3 separate regions of the Mus musculus genome follow, and regions 2 and 3 are each linked to region 1. The links are chromatin contacts, called in public HiChIP or PLAC-seq maps. All regions are on one chromosome and are shown on one strand. Each heading gives the region's core, a stretch centred on a gene start, on an enhancer-like site or on the middle of the called end of the contact. The rest is flanking DNA. Distances are from core to core; before and after follow the strand shown. Region 1 overlaps Inpp4b (inositol polyphosphate-4-phosphatase, type II). Region 2 overlaps Inpp4b (inositol polyphosphate-4-phosphatase, type II). Region 3 overlaps Inpp4b (inositol polyphosphate-4-phosphatase, type II).

Region 1 (2,908 bases), core at 278-2,777:
TTATGTCCAGTGTCTGTTCTTCTGGGTGAGTCTGTTTTGATCACCTGCATGGGCTTTCTGCAACTGTACAAGTTTTAGACTCATCCTCTATCCCTGTCTCCCATCTCTTTTATATCGACTCAAACATTAAGTTCTTTTTCTTTTCCCCAAATTGTTTTGAACTATTGATCTCCTCTTCATTCAAGTGACACATTCCATGTCCTCATTTTACAAATAATAATCCCACTGAAATACAGCTTTGATTCCATCTGGAGCAAGGAGCCTAGCAGTGAGATGCCCTAGTTATAGAGAGGTGACCCAGAAAACAAGGACAGGATGTACCTGAACCAAAGACATTTCTAGATCAGATTAGAGTGGAACAAGAAGAATAATCTTTGTCCCTCTTGGAAATTACACCCTTTTCTACTTATAGATGAGTGGACAAAACGTTCCTCTAGCCAGCTGAAGATCTGGTTGCTGATGGTGTCTTGTCTTTCAATTGTGAGGTGGCAAAGTGTCAAGGTTTCTTTTCTATACTCTATTAGTTTCTTTTCTTAATTCAGATAAAGAACTTAAGGAAGAAAGGTGATATTTTTGATTCACAATTAGATGACACGGTCCACGGTGACAGGTGACACATGATCAGGAAAGTATTTTGGTGCTGGGTGCAATATCTGTGGCAGCAGGCATATGAGGCACTTGGTTGCATCACATCCTTACAAGAAGTGCAGAGAGAATGCACTCCTTTCATTTTTCTCTTCTCTTTGTGTACGATTGTATTGTATAGTGTGGAGACACCACACTACAGTCCAGGGAAAAGAGGTGTCTTCCACCTCAGTCAAAATTCCCTACAAACATCTTCATAGAAGTACTTGAAAATTGATCTCCTAGGTGATTCCAAATTCTGCCAAATTGACAATCAAAATTTTACTAACATCAAGCTAGAGAGCCAGTGGCTCAGTGGACAAGAGTACATTTGTTCCTGAAAAGGACCCAAGTTCAGTCCTGAGCACCCATGTCAAATGATTCATAATTGTGTGTGACTCTTGCTCTAGGGGATCTGATGCCCCCTTCTGGTCCCATGGCACCTGTACTCATATTTGTAAACACCCCAACCCCATTCCAGGCATACATACATAATCAAAATTAAAAATAAATCTTAAGATTAACCATCAACTTTATCCAACAATTTACAGAGCAATAACAACCTGTTCTACACTAACGTCTTTATATCCTCATTAGCCACCAAAAGCTAAATACTTTTCATTGTTGCTGAATAAGAAATGTTTGTGATTACATGTGTGTGGGCATACAAATGTACATATGCTGCTTGTAGGCAGAACATGGGAACACTTTTAAGTTTTATTCCACTACTCTTAAAATCCTTACCCAACTGAAGTTGGCCTTGGAGTCTATATAAATGAGCTGTAAAATACTAGTTTACAGCTGTTCAGTGTCTAATAAATATAGAGACAGACTGCGCTGTTCTCAGACTTTGCAGACTCCCCCTCCAGAACATCTTTGGGTGAACCCCTCCTCTTCAAGCCACAGCTGCTGTCTTTACAAGCATGCTTGCACCTGGGCTGCTGAAGTAGCTCCCTAAGCATGATACCCTTGCCAGCACTTTGTCAGCCCCCTGTTCCTCTTTCACAGTGTGCCAGAGCATGCTGGGGGATTCCTTTCCTGTAAGGATGTAGGCATCATCTGCAGGCTGAACTCCTAACCCATTCGCCACCTATTGTCTTTAGCTTGAGATGAAGCCATTCTGTTGCTTGCTATTTGGATCCTGAATGTATTTTACCTCGAATCATTCTCAGAAGAGATGTTCAGTTCTCCAGTGATTCTAAAGTATTATTCAAATGGTTATTCAAAGCACACCCACCTGTAATAGCCCCTTCCTTCAGCTACACTTACAGCTTAGGCAAAAGAAATGACAGGGTCCCTTGAGAGTGCAAAGATTCCAGGGGATTAACAGGTTCTGAAACTCTCAGTGGGGGAGTGGGAGGAGGCTTTTGAATTTCTAGAAAGAAAAAAAAATGAACGTTGTTAATGTTAGTATGTTGTTAGAGCATGCAGGGCGGGGAGTAGGGAGATAAGGTGCATTTAGTTAAGTAGTACCTATTCTACAAGTGGGGGATGTGCTACCACTAGCCCACTGATACGTGGAAGTCTAGAAAACTGGATGGGATTATTGATGGAGATGATGGAAAAGAAATGATTTGAAACTCTTTGTTAGGCAGTGCTTCTAAGACTTAGGAATCGTTGACTAGGAGGGAGGAATAGAGGACAAAGGTCTCACTTTGTGTTTTAGCCAATGCAGTTGGGCTTGTGGTACTCCCCCTTGCCGAGGAGGGAAGCTCAAAAACAGTGTGGAGGAAGACAGCTCAGCATGGCCTTCTCTATGTCAGACCTCAGGCAGGCCTATGGACAAGTGGTTTGAGAGTCAGTTTGGGGAAATACAAATGAAGAAGTGATGAAATGAAGTGGAGGCAGGAAAGCTGGTGATAAAAGGAATCACTATCTTAGCTTCTGCCTTGTGTGAACCCTAGACACCAGAATAGAACATGTGATGCAAAGCTTTTCCTCTTGAAGGGAAGCAGGCATGGGTATTGTTCTCTAGTTTGGCCTTGCATGTGTATAGTTGACTAGTAGACACCATCACTGTGTTCCTTTGTCTGGCCAAGTTGACTGAACATTGAAGCTGCCAATGGTCGAGGGTGGTCTCTATGCCAAGAGATGCAAATACTAGCAGTTGGAACTTGGGGCTATGAACTGAAATAACAAAGTCAGTAAAATATGCATGGGACACAGACAAAGGTGGAGACAGCAATTGTTAGCTTGGTTTTCGTATCTACTGCAATTGATCTGATCTTTTATATACTCACATTGGGATGCTGGGTTGTATATATGAACAGACTGCAATGAGGTC
Region 2 (2,931 bases), core at 147-2,646, 140 kb before region 1:
GAGAGCTATAACTTAGCTATGCTCTGCATTAATTAGGCTTATCTGGAGAACATATACTATTTTCATCACATATTTTCAATAAGAATAAAATCATACTGACAATCCAGTAATTTATAAATTCACGGGTGGGACATACTTTGGGCCCTAGGAAGATGGCCAATCTTGTCACCCATTGTTGTGGGCCACACTGCATTTGTCATTGTGTGTGCCACACTGCACATGTTGTTGATGAAATGTCTAACCTGAGTTACTCAGAAAAGTTACTTTGGACTAAGAGAAAAGTCAGTGTCTTTTGTGACCTTTTCCTGTTTTACATCTTACACAAAAATTAATAAAAGTAAATAGTTATGTATTAATTTATTAATTTAATTTTTACCTGCTGTGTTCCCAAGTGCTGTAGTGCTGTAGCAGAAAAGTGCATCTAGAAATAGAGTGTCTTTCTTTTGTTACACATTCTTATATACACATACACACACACACAATTGTTGCATCTGATAGAAATTATCTGTAGGGTCTTGGTTAATGTCATAATCATTTCAGTTTCTTTTGTGTTTTCTGTCTCATCATCCATGTGGATACTAGAGACCCTTGAAGAAGCCCTGTCCTACCATGCACAAGTGTCATATATCTGATCCTCTGGGATCATGTGTGGCAGTTTCATGGCCATTTTGGGTGTGCCAGCATTTGAATGTGGAGTGAGATTTAACACACCCTGCTCGATGGTAGACAAGGCTTCTACGTTATGTAAACACTGAATGTCAAACCTGGGTCTTTGAGAAGTTGGGATAAAATAAAACCTATTGAGGTTAAAGTAGATTTATTATGAGTTGGGGTTCCCATTGCCAATATCCAGAAAAAGACTAAGGAGATTTGAAGGAATTGGTTTTCTTAAGGGTTAACAGACATGGTAGTTTTAATTTATTCAATATTGAGGGACTAGTCATGAAGGAGACTCAATTGACTGAAAATTAAATACCTGGACTGAAATTAATAGTTTGTAATTCAGTTCTTCCATATATATGTATACGTATGTATGTGTGTATGTGTGTATGTATGCATGTATGTATGTATGCATGTATTATACACTATGCATAGTCTGTATCATCTCTCTTTAAGCGCATTAAGCATTTAAACATCATGCCACTAGGTGTCAGCAGTAATCTCCTAGGGTTTCCGTGACCCTTGTCACAAAAAGGAACTTTATTAGAACATCATATTTGAAAACAACACTTATCTCATAATTTTAATGAAATATAAAAGTAGAATTGTAAAGATATAAAGTCTTATGAGATTATTTTATGCTTGTTTCTGCTCAAAGTTACTGTACCCTTCCTCTTGGTGTTTCTTATTTCAATATACTTGTAAGGTCTGCACATCTTCTCAGAAAGTGTACTTGATGTTACACCCTCCATTTCCACAGGTGTGCCCTGTGGTGCATACATTATGTATTGCATAAGCATTGGCTCTTTGGATTTTTATTTTCATTGTCATTGCAGATGTGTGTTTTGTAGCTACCAAATCTCAGAAGAGAGTGTGGCATTAATTTTTGAATACCAATACCTGTACCCTGCTCATTTACTAATGCCTAAGATATTCAGAATCTGTTTTGTTATTGCATGGAACTCAGAACATTTAGGAAGACAACACACTAATTGTGAATGCTTTCTCACCAATTGACAAAACAGCATGGAGATAGGAAAACTATATGTTCTGTGAATTGCAATCCACAATTTAGGCCTTAACAAGGTAGGTAAATATTTATAGACGTTAATAACAAACTATAGCTTGTCAGTGTTCAATGGATGGAATTTATTTGTTGATGCAGTTCTTATCTGGTTAGATTACTTCACATTAGGAGGACTCAGTCTAATCTTTTGGATTTTTGGTGCTAGGATCCTATCCTGAATGACTGTCTATCAACCAAATACCAAGCAGTTTTTATAAATAGTAAAAAAAAAAATAGACTTCTTTCCATCTCTCTTGTTCAGAAAATTTTTGATGTAAGTTGCATTTAAAAACATTTCAACAAAGGCTGTTAAAAGAATATAAAGAGAATTTCTCCCTCAAAGAAAATTCTAACAATGACTCTTCTAATATAAAGTTGCCTCTGCTTCATCCTGAAGTTATTCATTTGTGAGTTTTTAATTTAACTTGTAAGAGAAACATCAAGTTTACTGGAGTTTCGTATCCATTTTAGTAGTAGTAGAAGACTGTGCCGAGATTTTCCCCAACACCGAGGCTGTTAGTTTTAATTATATTCACAGGTGATGAAATCATGCTCCAATTATTTGACCCATGAAATGACCCCACCAGGACTTGATACAGGGGGCAAGTGCTGTGGATACATGAGAAGCACATCATTAGCCAACCTTGAACCTGGGGCCGAAGTGTGCAGCTTACTGGCTCTGTAATGGCCCTAAACCGTGATTCCCCTATTTAATCCCTTAAAAGAGGTCATTGCTGAGATCTGATAGGGCATCTATCATCCATCTGTCTGCTCATGACGTAGATGGAATAGAGATACTGCCAATTTCAACCTAGCTCCACAGTATGCTAACTCTTGCTTCATATCCATGTACATATTTCTCCTTTTTAATTGTAACTCATTATTGAGACTGTATGGCTACATCTTTTCTTGTTATGTATGGCAATTTAGTGCATGTATGCAGTATATTATAATTTAATACAATTGATTTCTTCATTCCTCGTTTTTATGTGTTGGGAATTTCATGTCCTGTGGTCATTGTGAAGTGTGTCCTATGATGTTTATTCATTGGTATCTCTACAATGATAAACAAAATTAGGGACTCCTACACCATAGCTGGACTCCGGTGTCTTTATTTGAACTCTGTTCCATCTTAAACCCCTCCTTTCCCAGTCTCTAGTTTTCCCAGAGGACATGTGGTATTTGATTTTCTGTGTCTGGCTTAT
Region 3 (2,803 bases), core at 19-2,518, 200 kb after region 1:
TTAAATTGACATTGAGGTCCCAGGCAACAGAAGGGAGACAACAGGAAACACTACCAACACTTGGACTTTGGAAGGAAATGACCAGTGGAGTTGGCTTTAACTGATATCCAATGAGTGTTGGCAGTAACCCTGGCTGAGGCCTGAGAGCAAAGACTTCACATAGGGAGCAGGAAAGGCTGGCCCAGGGGTGGCCCTAGCAGGTTTGGAATAGTGCTGCAGCGCTGGAAATACTGCCAGGTGGTCTCAGCGCCACTGCAGGGAGGACAGGCAGAAGGGTGATCAGTGAGAGAGAGAGACAGCATCTTTCAGTGTTTACAGACGTTCCCTATTAAGAAAGCCTAAAGAAGAAACAGTTGTGACAGTGGAAACATAATCTGGGGAGTCTCAGGCCCTTCTTTCCATTCTGGACTTGGAGCTTAGATTGAGAAGATTGGTAAAATGCTTTGCAACAAGAAATGCAAATTTAATCTTGAGAGTAAAACCATAATTTTGTAAGCATTAACATTCTAGCTCTCTTAAATCTTGAAAAAATAACAGTGGAATAGGTATTCTTAAATGACTTCAATGTTGTCAGAAAGGTTCCCAATAGTACTTAACCAGTGTTTACATCACATGAGGTCTACTCATGGTTGAGGCTCAATGGCTTGTGAGTAATATGCTTATTTTGCTATTATAAAGTAGTGATAAATACATTAATGAGGGTGTAACAGTTATGGAAAATATTTTATAATACCAGATTGATAGAGTGATTTCTATATTCCTTTTTACTCCCATGCATTTTCTTCAAAGACATTGTAAGAAATTATTGAATATTTTCAGAAACTATTAATGATATAAAGAAGCCTGTGCTTCACATGTTTTAGAGAACTGGTCTTTTGTCTCTGTAAGAGATAAGAACCAATCCCTGTGACTGCTAGTCTAAATCTTGCTGTCTTTCTAAGTAGTTTGATGATAGTCCTTTGACTCAGCTAAAGATCTGCAGGATCGTGTGGTGCTAAATTGCTATGAAAAAGTAGATCTGGATTCCTAGCAACCTTGCTTACAGGGAGAGAGAAAGAGAGGAGGGAAGGTGGATGGAGGGAGGGAGGGAGGGAAGGAGGGAGGGTGGAGGGAGGGAAACTGTGAAAATAACATCCCTTTTTACAATAGATTTCTTTTTCCTTTGATTTGGGAAATGGTCCTGCAATGTTCCTTTCATCTTCTGTGCTGGTCATTCTTGTTGTCTGGGATTACCTCCACTAAGAGGCCTGTCTTCTGTGATGTCGGAGTTTCTATTGAAATAAAGATATGTAGCTGATAATTGACTGGGAGTTAATTTATTTAAACACAGATTGTAAACAAGTGGCTATCGCCATGACGATCTTGGCTACTAGACAGAGTATGCAGCTAAGCTAATAAACAGACAAATGTAGCAGGAGTCTGGCAGGGAAACAACAAATCTTTCTTGCTGAAGGGAAGAAGTTGTAAAAAAAAATTGAAAAAATAAAATAAAAAACCCTGGAAAACTCACAGCTGCTCCACTCCTGATGCTGGCAAGGCTGAGAGCTAAATACCAGCTTCTTCAGCAACCCTTCAGTTTGCAGCATCCCCAGGCTGTGAATGTTTTTTAGCCCCTTTGAGCACCAACAGAGTAGCTTTGCCTGGGAGGAGGCAGTGAAGAGAACTCTGGGGGCTCAGGGGACAATATGGCTTTACTCTGGTGACCTGCTGTGGCCTTACAGGGAACTGCTCTTTTGTGGATTCCTTACTAGAGATATTTTAGGCATAGCTGTCCTGAGTCAGGCCACTTCTGGTCTGCAGGCAGGAAGTATTACTGCTTGAATTAGCCCATCATCAAACTCCTGTTTAGAAAGATGAAGTTAGTTCTTATATTCTAGATTGACACTTGTGAATTATTTGAACAGGGCCCTGGCTCATTGGGGAAAAAAAAATGTGTCTCTTATGCCTAACATTCTGGGTTAACCCCAGTATTGCAAAGGAAAGTAAGAAAGAGATAGATATTCAAAAGGCCTTCCATCTACTGATTCCATGCTTCTCCTCCATCATTCTCTGCTGGTGATGGATGCAAACCTGATTTTAACTCCTAATTGATTACTAATCTGATTTATCCTGTAAAGGAAAATATTTCAGAAATACCTTTTTTTTGATCAAACCTTATCTTGGCACATCTGTATGCTAATGCCTTGAGTTCTTTAAGTAGGTGAATATTGCCACGTTATTTTCACCTTCAGTCAAAACAATTAATAGAAAATAATTGACTTATGATTGATGAATGTACAGACTTTCTGGTATCCCCTCGGGAAACAGGGGTAGGGTGGGTCTCAACCCTCTGCTGTATCATAAGCTAAGACTTCAGGATGGAAGACTATTATTCCCAAGATGGACCTAAGAGTATCTTTGCTTTCCATGGTCTTTTACAGTCACATAATTGTGCCTGTTGCTTCATAATTAAAGGACAGCATTTGGAGTTATGGTGTTTCTCATGTCCTGTTAACCTTCTCAGAATCACAGGTCTCTGTACCCTCCATGTCAAATTAAGGGATGAAATTTCAGACTTCTTCCTGGGTTCATTTGCCCAAGAGTGAGTCCAAGTTCGAATTTTCCATTTCTCCCTATGCTTTCCATCTGTCTGTAGTTTGTAGCTGGCCTTTCTGTAACCTGTCTGTGTTTGCTCTGAGTGAGTCTCTTAACAAAAACTTTGTTCTCCGGTTATTGGACGGCAGAGAGACTACCACATGGGAGAGGAATGATGCTTTACAGAAATCTTTAACAGTTGCTTTTTAAACAAGGGATTAAGTTATTT

The links. HiChIP or PLAC-seq counts read pairs in DNA pulled down with a chosen protein or histone mark.
Region 2: a contact with region 1 is called in a Foxp3 HiChIP or PLAC-seq map of regulatory T cells, with 4 times the contacts expected there. The contact joins two enhancer-like sites. A contact is called at or near these places in 2 of 15 datasets of contacts at CTCF or cohesin (CD8 T cells and pro-B cells), 9 of 484 Hi-C or Micro-C datasets (the Ba/F3 cell line, CD4 T cells, CD8 T cells and 5 more) and 2 of 115 datasets of contacts at active chromatin or transcription factors (CD8 T cells and regulatory T cells).
Region 3: an H3K27ac HiChIP or PLAC-seq map of regulatory T cells shows a contact between it and region 1, with 5 times the contacts expected there. The contact joins two enhancer-like sites. A contact is called at or near these places in 2 of 15 datasets of contacts at CTCF or cohesin (CD8 T cells and pro-B cells), 10 of 484 Hi-C or Micro-C datasets (the AML12 cell line, B cells, the Ba/F3 cell line and 7 more) and 3 of 115 datasets of contacts at active chromatin or transcription factors (CD8 T cells, a beta-TC-6 cell line and regulatory T cells).

Annotation. Positions count from the first base shown.
Region 1 is chr8:81,613,289-81,616,196 of GRCm38.p6, forward strand. All of the region lies in intron 2 of Inpp4b (inositol polyphosphate-4-phosphatase, type II), which reads left to right. Among named protein-coding and RNA genes, the nearest start is that of Gm51582, 270 kb to the left of the region's middle. Within about 2 kb of position 1,528, at least 18 of the 459 cell types and tissues checked have an H3K27ac peak or open chromatin away from gene starts, as enhancers often do. A contact at or near this core is called in regulatory T cells, where this site is marked.
Region 2 is chr8:81,477,720-81,480,650 of GRCm38.p6, forward strand. The region is part of intron 2 of Inpp4b (inositol polyphosphate-4-phosphatase, type II); the gene reads left to right. Among named protein-coding and RNA genes, the nearest start is that of Gm51582, 140 kb to the left of the region's middle. Within about 2 kb of position 1,397, at least 6 of the 459 cell types and tissues checked have an H3K27ac peak or open chromatin away from gene starts, as enhancers often do. A contact at or near this core is called in regulatory T cells, where this site is marked.
Region 3 is chr8:81,810,908-81,813,710 of GRCm38.p6, forward strand. The region is part of intron 7 of Inpp4b (inositol polyphosphate-4-phosphatase, type II); the gene reads left to right. Among named protein-coding and RNA genes, the nearest start is that of Gm25267, 340 kb to the right of the region's middle. Within about 2 kb of position 1,269, at least 48 of the 459 cell types and tissues checked have an H3K27ac peak or open chromatin away from gene starts, as enhancers often do. A contact at or near this core is called in regulatory T cells, where this site is marked.